3 separate regions of the Danio rerio genome follow, and all the other regions are linked to region 2. Evidence: chromatin contacts called from public Hi-C and HiCAR-type data. All regions are on one chromosome and are shown on one strand. The core of a region is the stretch at or near the end of the contact, and the rest is flanking DNA. Distances in the headings are between cores, read along the strand shown. Region 1 overlaps fto (FTO alpha-ketoglutarate dependent dioxygenase). Region 2 holds the start of irx5a (iroquois homeobox 5a). Region 3 holds the start of fto (FTO alpha-ketoglutarate dependent dioxygenase).

Region 1 (4,233 bases), core at 1,627-4,126, 560 kb after region 2:
TTTGGACATCAAAAAAGTGAGTAAATGATGACAGAATTAATAGTTTTGTGTTAACTATCTCTTTAACTGGCCTGTGTCTCAATTTCAGACACAGATTTAAATAAATAAAAATAGACTAACAAAAAAAAGGGTTGGGTGGTATTTAAAATATTTTGCATATAGCCGACTATCTCTCCTCTGCCAGGATAGACAGACTGAGAGAGGAAGAGAAAGAAAGTGTCACTGTTAAAAGCCTAAATAAATGTCAGTGGTGTATGAGGAGTATGATAGCTTCTCTTTAGGGACCCTGCGTTCACCCAGTGTGTGTGTGAGAGAGAGAGAAATTGAGGAGAGGGACCCCAGACCTGATGTTTGATAACATTTACCTCATCTTATCACAGCACATTTAAATAGCTATCATTATTCTTTTCTTCATTCTTTTCTTTTCTCCACCATATTTCCAATGTTGTTTCCATTAAGCGGTTCACATTAATTCATGAGGTACAGGTTGAAGAGAGAGAGAGAGAGAGTGTATGTGAGTAAGAGTGAGAGAGAGAGAGAGAGAGAGAGAGAGAGAGAGAGAGAGAGAGAGAGAGAGAGAGAGAGAGAGAGAGAGAGAGAGTTGTTTTATCAGGATGTCATTCAAATGGAGGGGTGAAAATTTGCATCACAACAGCCTGAAGAGCGAGAAAGAGGGAGACGCAAGAAAAGAGAAAGAAGGGAAACGTAAAGAGAGAAACCCCCATGGGAGAGGAGCGGTTTTAATAAACAGCAGGAAAAGGGAGAACACACGAAGAAACACACAAACCGGCCAACCTCGAACCTGCACAGACTGCAAAAAAACAAAAAAACACACACACCAAAAGTGCAGGAAGGCCAACGAGACAATTCCCCACAATCTAGAAAAACACATGTCTCTGTTAAATGCCATGACTGTCGGCTGAAATCATACTTAAACGAATTTAAATCAGCCATGAAAATATCAGATATTAGGGATTCAAATGAGTATTTATTTTATAAAGCGCTTTCACATTCACGAGAGGTTTATTCAAGCTCCAACAATTCTACCAATTCAATATTTGTACAACTAATAAAACGCATAAACGCCTAGATCAGGTTAAACTAAATGCACACTCAATTTGAAATATACATCTATGAATATTTTTTCTGAAAGGTGGGATTTTAAGAATTACCGATGAGGAAATGTAAATAAAAATGTGATTAAAATGCTTTTATTATGCTTAATAAAATAGATTATATAATGAGATACATTAAAAATAAACTTCCTAGATTTTTCTTGTGGTAAAATAATATATATATATATATATATATATATATATATATATATATATATATATATATATATATATATATATATATATATATATATATATATATATATATATATATATATATATATATATATATATATAATTTTTTATTATTATTATTATATTTATATTTATATAATAGAAATATTTCCCAAATGATGTTTAACAGAGCAAGGTAAAAGTAAGTCTAATAATATTTTGTCTTCTGGAGAAAGTTTTATATCAGCTAGGATAAAAGCAGTTTTGAATTTTTTTAAAAAGATTTTAAGGTCAAAATTATTAGCCCCTTTGAGCTATATATTTGTTGGATAGTCTATAGAACAAACCTCATTATACTATAACTTGCGTAATTACCCTAACCTGCCTTGCCTAATTACCCTAACCTGCCTAGATAACCTAATTAACCTAGTTAAGGCTTAAAAGTGCCCTTTAAGAATACTAGTATCTTGAAAAATATCAAGTCAAATATTATTTACCGTCATCATGGCAAAGATAAAAGAAATCAGTTATTATAGATGAGTTATAAAAACTATTATGTTTAAAAATATGTTGAAGAAATCTTCTCTACATTCAGCAGAAATTGGGGGGGGATTAACAGGGGAATTAATAATTCAGACTTCAACTGTATGGTCTCGGTGCAACTTAATTGTACAATATACAATAAAATACACAATATGCTTTAAAAGCATAGTAAATGTAAGTATAGTGTCTACTTTAAAAACAGTGAACATAAAATGTCCTTATATTTGTGAAATGTTCTGACGGCCTTCTGAATAACATTTGTAAAACAACAACAAAAAAATATAATAATAATAATAAAAATAATACTAATAATAATAGTTGTTGTTATTTATTTTTTGTTATTATTATTATTATTATTATAATACACAAAGTATTACATTGAAAATATTTTAATACAACTTAGCAAAACTTGTTTAAAGGATAATGGGAAATCATACACATTTATATAATTTATACCGATATTGGATTATTGTTGTGCGTGTCCACTTTTGTCACTAATAAATATTTTACCAAAAAAATTACTAAAAAAAAATAATAATAATAAATAAATAAATAAATAAATAAATAAATATATATATATATATATATATATATATATATATATATATATATATATATATATATATATATATATATATATATATATATATATATATATATATATATATATACTAAATGCTATACACAGAAACTAAAATATACCCTATTACACAGGTGAATGTCAGCACTATTAAACTGTTTCTGGAAACAGAAGGAAAACTGGTATCTCATCTGAGACTGTCTCACCCCTTCTCTCTCTCTTTCTCTCTCTCTCTCTCTCTCTCTCTCTCTCTCTCTCTCTCTCTCTCTCTCTCTCACACACACACAAACACACACACACACAAACACACACACACACACACACACACACACACACACACACACACACACACACACACACACACACTCACACACACTCAAGAGGCTGTCTTTAGCCCCAGCAGCACATTAGATGTGATTACTGCTCAAAGAGCGAAACGGGCAGTGAGAAACAGGCAGACTGTGATGATACAACAGTGCCCCCTACTGAAAGACCCTTTAGCACTGAGAACACAAACACAGGCATAGAGACCAAACACGTGTCAAACAGACAGTTCTGATCAGCTGTGATGGCCTAGATGTAAATAACCACTGTGTGTGTCCAGTACTGAAAGCCTGGATGCTGACCTGCTTAAAGAGGTCAAGTGCGGTCAGAAGGTTTATGACGAGAACAACAACTTCTTGTCCCTTCTTGTTTTCTTTTTTAATTGAATTAAAGGCTGCAGAAAATAACTTTGACCAGTAATTATTACAAGCTACAATATTATGTGGTTTAAATAAATCACATTTTATTTCTTAACTGCAGCGATGTGATTAATTTAAGCCATCTATAAATGCACAACGGAAAATATCAAGCTGCACATCTCCCAACCTCAGTGGAAAAAGTCATTTGATAGGTTTATCTACAGTACATACCTCAAGGTTACTTTCCCAGACACCACAAAGACAGCACCTGTGTTATATTCCTTACATTAAGCAACCGCAGCTAAAATATGAGGATGAAAAGTACAACGTGTTAACTAATACAACTGCTAATGGGGGGGGGGTGTCGCTGGGTCGAACCTCGGCTCAGTTGGCCTTTCTGTGTGGAGTTTGTATGTTCTCTCTGTGTTAGTGTGGGTTTCCTCCGGGTGCTCCGGTTTCACCCACAGTCCAAAGACATGCAATACAGGTGAATTGGGTAAGCTAAATTGGCCGCTGTGTATGAGTGTGTGTGCATGTGTTTGTGGATGTTTCCCAGAGATGGGTTGCGGCTGGAAGGGCATCCATTACGTAAAAACTTGCTGGATAAGTTGGCAATTCATTCCGCTGTGGCGACCTCGGATTAATAAAGGGACTAAGCCGACAAGCAAATGAATGAATGAATAATAATGATAATATTAATAATAATAATAATAATAATAATAAAAGTAATTAAAAATAATAATAATAACAATTATAATAATAATAATAATAATAATTGTAATAACAGTAATAATAACTATAATAATAATAATAATAATAATAATAAAAGTAATAAATAATAATAATAATAATAATAATAAAAATAATAATAATAATAATAATAACAATAATAATAAAAATGATAATAACAAAAATAATAATAACAATAATAATAATAATAATAATAATAATAATAATAATAATAATAATAATAATAATAATAATAATAATAATATAACAATAATAATAACAATAATAATATTAATAATAACAATAATAATAATAATAATAATAATAATAATAATAATAATAATAACAGCAATAATAATAATAATATTCCAGATAAGGATTTTCATTTTTTCAATTATATATACATAAA
Region 2 (4,298 bases), core at 451-2,950:
CAAGCTTTCAAAGTAGCTGTGGCGTCCCGGGTAGCATTCTTGCGGTAAGCTGGGTCTCCATACGGGTACGAGCCCAGGGGAGCAGCATAAGGATGATACCCTATAGACCCGGCCATGCCTGTCGTGTGGTCATAAGGTGAGCTCTGCAAAGAGCCAAACCAATTGTTTCATTAGCAAAATATCACTTTGGACACCTGCGCACAATGCAGGATTGCTTTCAAATCGCTTACACAAACACTCAAAAGCCAGCATAAACAAACACACACACTTACGCACACACACATGCATGCCACATGTACACACTTTACGTCTAATTAATCGAAATTGTAAGTACAAGGCCGCGGGGTCACGTATTTTATCGTTTAATTTTGGCTAGATGCCTCATTTCACCCAAAAAGAATGACTGTAAAATACATTTTTACAACTTTCTTTCCAAATCCCCCTTCTTTGTTAATGATCATAAATCTCATTTCGACAGCTTTACTGACTTTTGACTATGTTTATTTTCAGATTAGCCAGCTAATTAGAAGTTACAGCTTTATGTAGGGTCATCTGACAGCGTGTTGACCAGAGCTGGCCTACGTGTGCGCAACCCACATTTAAATAGCCGGTAAAACATGTTTCCTTTAAGTAGCTTATTTGACTAAATACACGCCTGAGACAAATTGGAACAACTGATAATTTATTCTCTTTGATATCAGAAATATTCATCACAGACCAAATAGTTGAAGAAATCACGTTGTCACAAATGACAACATAAATAACATCAATTGTTAAATGGTTGTTCTTTTGCCTTCAGTAAATAATTTAAATTATGTGTGCGTGTTTTTTTCTGTTTGCATTTAATACTTTGCATTTGTTTTCAATAAAATATCCTCGTGCACTTTATCAAATGTTTATTTGAAAACAATTTGTTTTTTCACTTTATTATTATTATTAATAATAATAATAATAATAATAATAATAATAATAATAATAATAATATTTTACTACATTATGATTTAAAGTGACATGAAACCCAGCCACATTCCGCGAATGCATATTTGATTGCTAAAACCGCAAATGTTGCGCAAATGATTAGTGCAGCACAATATCAATAACAACGAAGCGTAAAAATGTATTTTGCCAACTTTCCAGAAGTAGAAACTAAACAAGAGAGTAAAAAGCGCACTCACCACATAAGAGGTGAAAGTAGCAGCGGCGGCCGCATCAGCACTGTACGGGAGATGGGAATTGTAGCCTGGCGAGGCGCTGGTGAACGCTGTAGATCCGGCATAGGGAGCGAAAGCAGAGCCAGAGGAAGATCTCCCTAGCTCCTCTGTCCGGGGTCCCGAAATCACGCTTGTACTGTAGGCAGGACACGAATAGAGTGCCAAAGAGGCGGATGGCTGATACAAGTAGCCCTGAGGGTACGCCATGGTGAAGATCCAAATATAAGCTTCTCACTTGAGTTCTTCTCCCTCAAACTCTCACGCGCTCGCCGCGCTCGCTCATAGAGTTCCGAGTAAACAGACCTCCGTCCTGTCCTCCTCGCGTCTAGCAGTGATGGAAATTAAAGAGAACGACGATTGCATAGACTTCACACTCGTTAATCAGTCGTTGTCAGACTCGCTCGCGGATTTTCGAGGCGCTCTCTCACCCTCTGAGCGCTCTGTGACTCTCATGCCGAGCGCGCGGGACAAGTTTTTTGCTCTCAGATGGGGCTTTGCTTCGGAGAGTGTCCTGCCAGGATGCTAAGTTGAAAACTGAGGATTCTGACGCCTACTATGAGCCTCTCGCTCCTCCTCTCGGGGTGTAGTCATCGAAAGAAAAGGCAAACTGGAGCTGGGTTACAGCAGCCCAGCCTGAATCGATTCTCTCTCTCTCTCTCTCTCTCTCTCTCTCTCTCTCTCTCTCTCTCTCTCTCTCTCTCTCACTCACACACACACACACACACACACACACACAGCATTCGTACCCTGGCACTCACTAACAATCTCCCCCGCTATCCCCCTATTTTTGTCTCTAACAAGCCTCATTGCCTTAGACTGAGCAGCTACAGCCCCTGGATGGCGGTCTCATGCGAGCCAGTGCATCAACTTCAACTTTCCTCATTTTCTAAATAGACGAAGCTTTCATTTTCACACGATTAATACCAAATGGACTGTTATCTTCCTGGGACGGCTTGCCAGATACAACAGGAGACGCTACAAGTACTGTTTGCAGCTCTTCACCCAGCTCGGTTCTGAGCGTTCATTGTGCGCTTGTTTGACGCGTGTAGATATCTATAATTTTACTAAGAAGACGCGACAGTCGGTAATGCATCGAGCCGTCGTGTCAGCTGAACGCGGGCAGGTTTTGACGTTGTGTTCTTTGGTTTTGTAAATTATGGAGACTTTTTGGAGAGGGAGATTATATTGCTTAATTTTACCCTATAAACATATCGCTATGTGTTTTCTTTTTACAGAAACAAAGCTGTTAACAAAGACTGCATGCGCGCTTAGATCAATTCTCAGCGGTAAGAAAGTGAAGAAGTAACTTTTGACAGGTGTTAACTGATTTGTCCGCTGGACAGTTTTCGCCTTAGATCCCGGAACAAACCAGATCTTCTTCTCCTTTACACCAAAGCCCCAAGCGCAGACAGATTAAGACCATATGAACCACGGCAAATCCACCACGACCAGGGGCTCTAAGCCCCTTTGATTCAAACAGATATATTCCTCTGCGGTGGAAGATCTCTTCGTGCATTTTATTCTGTTTGCCGTCAAACTAAATTGTGTGCGTCCATGTTAACAATGGAGATATATTAGTTTAGGTAGCTAAAATGCATTTTGTACTAATCCGATAATCAACAAATAAACATAACTGAGAAACTTAATAAAAGAGCAAGCTGAATTGAATGCCATGTTCATCATTATTTTCTTAATTTAAATGCCGTACACAAGCATTCACACAAGTGGTGAAATTGGCCACAAAGTTGCATTATTAATTTAGCATTATTTACCATATATTTCCCCTATTGCCAGGTAAGCCGGTGAATGCATACAATACTAATCATAAATAATAATAAAAAGCTTAATCTAAACAAATAAGTAAAGTCAATGATCTGGCTCACTTGTTAAAGTCTTTGTGAGCCGAAAGGGATCGCTGTAGGCGCTTCTACAGAGTGTGTGCATGAGGTCACGTGCTACTGCTCTCTCAAGAGTGAAGAATGATGACGCTCAAACTCAGTGGACAAATGTTAAGTTCAAAGCAAAACAAACTGGAGAAGTGCGAAACTCCGCGTTGTCGACTGCGATATTGAATATGTTTGTGTTGTATCTGCACCACCCGCGAGTGCATATACATTACTAAAATTCATTTGAGGAACAAGAAGGATATGGGTTATTTTTCGACATATTGTAATGCTGAAATTAAATAATGATCGCTTTTATAACAATTAATTATTATAAAACTCCATATACCTTGTATTTATTTATCTTTAAATATAAAAAACATTATTCTTTCTTTCTTTCTTTCTTTCTTTCTTTCTTTCTTTCTTTCATTTACTGAAGCACAGTGGATGTGTCCATTGCACAGTCACCTTTAAATAGTGTATCGGTATCCAAGGATACCCAGGAGTAGCATTTAAATGACGTCAATATTCATTGATAGAGTATTATCGGCAGTAATGAGTTCCTCTTCACCAATAGGATTCGATAAGCAGCCTGTTTAGCGATAGTGGAGGGGTGAATGAAAGAAAGCATGGAAATAGAAATGCAGCAGGGAGTAGTCACACTCCACACGCGCTGGCAGAAAGGTAGGAAACTACTTATTTAACTAAATGACATTCTCCTTATAATAGCCTCCTTAAACAAATTTCGAAAGTGAACGAATAGTTGAACACTGCGCTTTTGATGTGTAAAAAGGGGGACATAGTGGGAAATAGTTGCAGCCTTATTTTCCCGAACTGCTCCCGTGAACTCCCAGACTGGACGGCAAGGGGAGGTGTAGGCTTATGTTAGGATACGCGCTCTCTGTGATGTGCAAGTTATTCTCTTTGCTTGTTTTAAGACGGACGCTTATGTTTCCAATTATGCATGTTTGTAATAAGGCGTGCAGATATGCATGAGTCTGAATCATCGCACAATAGTGCAATATGTCAAACGAAATATAACGGGGACGACAAAAAAGTGGTGGTGGGGGGGGAGGTATAGCCTATTTCAAGTGGTGCTTTTCCACCAAAATGCCTGAGGGAAACGACGTAATTTAATTTGGATTTAGAAACTATTATTAGAAAGCATTATCTATTGTAGCAGACTAATTGCTTCTCGCGTTCG
Region 3 (4,552 bases), core at 1,686-4,185, 630 kb after region 2:
GTTCACAGGCCCTCTGCTGACATCCATCCACATCATAGTTATTGGGCATAAATGCACACATGTTTAAAGCTGAGATAACAATGTACTCCCTTTTATTTATTAATGTGATCAAATGGACTTGCATTTTATTGTATATTAAGGAGCCACACAAAAAACACTCCAGTCTTGCTGATCTGCGGCTTTCACTCTTATTTCTGTGATGTAGAGAGATAAGATGAAATTAAATGGACAGGCAGACAGGTCTGCTACCCTTTCCAGTCTGCTGTACAGACCCAAAACCAGCTGGATCAAGCTCTCGGATAGTCAGAGACTCATCTGGTCCCCACAGCAGCTGCAGTAAAGTGAAAGAACTACGCACTACATAGGTTCCCTGCTGTCAGACAAGATCCAAAAGCATGCCATCAGAGAGAGAGAACCAAAACTGAACAAAAGAAATGGAAAAAGTGGGAAATGAGCTCAGTAGATCAAAAAGAAAGAGAGAAGTTGCTGACAGAACTACTAATAATTCAACTTCACCGACTAGTGGATACAACATAGCACATTCACACAAGTTAAAATGTATTGGTAACCACAATGTAAAAGTCAGGTTCACAAATGATTTTGTTTCTTTTACAATAGCCACTAAATAAGATCATGTAATATTTGTAAAAACTTGACATGTCATGGACAAGACAAAACATGTCAGAATACTGTATATCAGGTCGGCACAATATATCATTTCACCATCGATATCACAATGCGATCATTCGCAATAGCCACATCTGTAATGTCAAGTTGAGCTTCAGTTTATTCAAAAACTTTAGTCGCATTATAACTGACCAGTGATCAATAACCATATTGTTGAGTGATTGTGAAGCTTAACCCTAATGGAGTGAAAGAATGCTTGTTTGCTTTGTTTTAAAGGCCTATAACCAAGTACAAGTACTTATAACAATAAAAATTCAATGCATTTCACTTTAATGGAATGAAGTCTATGCAGTTTTATTTGCTTACATTTAATTGTTCAACTTATACTCAAATACAGTTAGACTCATCAAAAATGTATTAATTAAATTATGAAGATTATCTGGCCTACAATATAATACCAATGAATATGAAATTATGGGTTCTTTCCAAATTGAGCTAGTCAAGTGATTTGGTGAAATAATTCTATTCATATTGCAATAAATTTCGCAGAAAAACAAAATACTGCAATGTGAGAATTTTCCAATATCATGCAGCACTATTGTAAATGTTGCTTTCCAACTAAACATCGCTTTAACAACATGCAAGATATCATTGAGAAGGCAAAGTGTCTTTTGCACTGGCTGTCTTCTCATTAGAAATAATCAACCTTTACTCTGTACATGTAGCATTATTACACGCATCAGCAGCAATATCAGCAGCAGTATTGTTCTCCAGCCTCCAGCGTAGACTGCAACTCTGCTCAAGAAGTTCGGCCAGATGAGAAATGGTCATGCCCAACTGAGCCTGGTTTCTCTGTTTAAGTTTTTTATTTCCCCTTCACTTTCGTCAATTGATGGAGTTTTTTTGTGTTGTAACACCAGATGTTTACAAATCACCACAACACACTACATCAAACAGACTAAAGCAAAGTTGATTTTAAGTAGTCTGAATATGGCATGAACTATGCAAGCAGTACGCTCTCTTGAAATGCAAAACCAACACACTATTATGTGTATTTTGATTTTCAAACAAAAGCATTTTGACTGTAGAGAACATCCGAAATTTACGAATCAACTTCTCAGGAACAGGTATAAATCTTTAAATATGACAGCATGTTAAACCACACACTTCCTCATGGGAATGATTTGTGTAACAGTTGTACAGGACTTTACCCAATAAATAAAAAATTACCCGAAACTGACATAAAATGTAGCAAAAGGTAGTTAACTTTAAAACTTTTACTAATACTAAAAACTTTAAAACTTTTACTAATAAAGAACTCACTTTCGATGTATATTCTGCCCTGCCTGGTTAATTTCTTACCTACTGAGTCTACTTATAATAGGGCTATTTAAAAGCCTGCTTGATTCTGGCTATTGCATCAACATCAATATCGAGGCTTGATAGAATTGATTCTCATGAATGCACAAACTGACTAAATGTATACCTTGAATGGAATGCAACAAGCTGTGTGCTCTTTGTCTAAGGTAGTTATTTGTAAGACCTGCACCATGTAATCAGCCTCTCATTGTTTATGTTGGTATAAAACCAAATAAATGACTGCCTAAACGTTCAGGGTCAAAAAGCTTCAAACCATAATGCTTAACAAAAATGACACACTGAAAAGCAACAAGTTCAGATAAACACAGCTGCACAACAACATCAATCTGTATATGCTAAATTATAAACACAACCGTTTCATTTCCAGCCCAAGCTCATATGTGAATCATGTGTTTAGTCAGAAAACAGGTGTAAACCCAACACATGCGCTTCATTCTGAAATAAACTAGAAACAATGGGTTCAGCAGAGACACCTTCAGAGAGTGACAGACACCTGGACTAGTCTCACATCTCCTCTCGACTTCATTCATTACCACCATCACTGAACACACTGTAACGCCGCCACACAGCCCGTTCAAGCAAAGTCAGAGTGTGGCAGTCATGAGAAAACACTCCCCCTGCGCGGTGCCTTAACACACACTCGCGTGCCGGACGGCTGTGTGCTCAAAGAGGCAAAACTCCTCCGATAAAAGAATGGAAACATTACAGGAGCAAACAGCAGCATCACATGCGCACTTCAAATGAACACACAGCACCAACCAGCGCATGCAATACCGCCGCGGACGCACTGAACGGTGGCTTATAAACTCCACAACTACATGTGCTGCTTGGCGAACTGAGAGAAAACTACAAGCGATACCTTTCTCCTCTTTTCCCTCTCACTGTCATCCGATCTTTTCATGTTCCTGAAGTACTGTTTACGCTGCCTCGGTTTCATAGCGCGCAGCGCTGGGTTATGTAGTCTTGAGAAGTGTGCCGTTTTCTTGTGAAATTATAGTGAGTAGATTTAAATATGAAATAAGCAATGTTTATAATGGTGTATGACACGTGCATGGCAATAAACGGCGTGTTGTTGTTTTATGTCAGCGTCTTGTTCTTTAGGTCCTTCCCAGTATTACGTTAAGAACTACGTTTCCCAGAATCCTTGCGCCAGGAAAGCCACGCTTGAAATTTGAGTCAAACCGGAAGTGGATATAGGTGCTTCTCACTTGTGGTAAAGTGGCGAGTTTGAAATAGTGTGCTCTTGCATTCTTGAAGTCATATTTTTAGCGAATTGAAGGAATTATGTACTAAATATACAGAAAGTGCATATTAATAGCTTATGGAGGTACCCTGCTGTGAGTAATAGAAATGCAGCACATGAAAAGTGCTCAGGTATTATTCTCTTGTCTTTTAGATATACAGTATATAAGCATTTCATGTTATGACATGTTAAAACTATATCATTGCTTTTGTTATTGAGACCAGGCTTTGAAAGTACATCAAGAGTAGGCTATACAAATAAATACATTAGGCCATTTTCACAGATATTTATATATTATGGTAAATATGTTTGTACATGTCAGTGTACTTAAACATTGTTTATATATATATATGTGTGTATATATATATATATATATATATATATATATATATATATATATATATATATTATATAAACACAATTTTTTTTGATAAACACTTAAAATATCTTGGCACAGTAAACATCTCAAACTAAATAATTAAAATAAATCACTGACCTCTGCTGTCTTCGTTACTTTTAAAAACACTTTGGAGATCTTTCTTTTCTTTGTGTATAAAGGCACTGCACTGCTCAGCTCTTAGCATGCTTGGATGTTGGCTTATAAGCGATTTGTTTTTCAGATGTTGAATCGTGGGCTGACCGATAGCTTTTGATGTGGAGATAATGTAACCAGAGCCGGATTAACCAATGGGCATTATGGGCACAGGCTCAGGTACCCGTGCGCACTAGAGGCCCCTGCGAGGGGGAAAAAATTGTCAATTTTGGAGTGTCTGTTTAGGCTAAATGCAATTAGCGCAGCTTGTTGGAGTAAGCTAGTCAAGCAATTCACGCCCATCACCGTTTGATTGACAGAGACAACATAACCACAGACAGCAGCGTGAGTGGCGTCGCTCGTAAAGCGCATGGCAACATGTTTTGACGTGATCGATTATGAACCCGGTTTCGAATCCAGCGTCTTATGAACAAGTTCTTCTTTTTTCCCCCACTACATATCAGATTTTGCCTACTCATTAGGAATCATTAGGAAGACAAGTGGGAATCCTTAAAATATACATTTATTACTGCTTCGGTGAACTTGAACAAGTAAATTAAAATCCATTAATTTTTACTAGTTGTATTAGTATTTTTTTTTATCAAAGTATGCTTTAAATGCTTTAAAAAATAAATTATATCTTTGTGGACATGAAATATATGTACAGCATATCATTTATTTAAAAAATGCGGGCAATACATTATAGATTAATTTTATTTTTAAAAAATTATATTAATCTTATTTTTTAATTCAACTATGATGGTATAAGT

The links. Hi-C and Micro-C count contacts between places; a contact is called where the count stands out from the background. HiCAR-type assays count read pairs that join an accessible place to other places.
Region 1: a contact with region 2 is called in a Hi-C map of embryo, with 5 times the contacts expected there. The contact joins the enhancer-like site here to the promoter of irx5a in region 2. A contact is called at or near these places in 3 of 18 Hi-C or Micro-C datasets (caudal fin and embryo) and 2 of 4 datasets of contacts at active chromatin or transcription factors (caudal fin and embryo).
Region 3: a contact with region 2 is called in a HiCAR-type map of caudal fin, with 18 times the contacts expected there. The contact joins the promoter of fto here to the promoter of irx5a in region 2. A contact is called at or near these places in 1 of 18 Hi-C or Micro-C datasets (caudal fin) and 1 of 4 datasets of contacts at active chromatin or transcription factors (caudal fin).

The regions. Positions count from the first base shown.
Region 1 is chr7:36,377,080-36,381,312 of GRCz12tu, forward strand. The region is part of intron 7 of fto (FTO alpha-ketoglutarate dependent dioxygenase); the gene reads right to left. Among named protein-coding and RNA genes, the nearest start is that of fto, 71 kb to the right of the region's middle. Within about 2 kb of position 2,877, at least 4 of the 62 cell types and tissues checked have an H3K27ac peak or open chromatin away from gene starts, as enhancers often do.
Region 2 is chr7:35,819,820-35,824,117 of GRCz12tu, forward strand. It overlaps irx5a (iroquois homeobox 5a), which reads right to left and starts at 1,701. Exons shown (of 3, transcript NM_001045227.1): 1 at 1,176-1,701; 2 at 1-143. The coding sequence starts at 1,418.
Region 3 is chr7:36,447,409-36,451,960 of GRCz12tu, forward strand. It overlaps fto (FTO alpha-ketoglutarate dependent dioxygenase), which reads right to left and starts at 2,936. Exons shown (of 10, transcript XM_001345874.9): 1 at 2,867-2,936. The coding sequence starts at 2,908.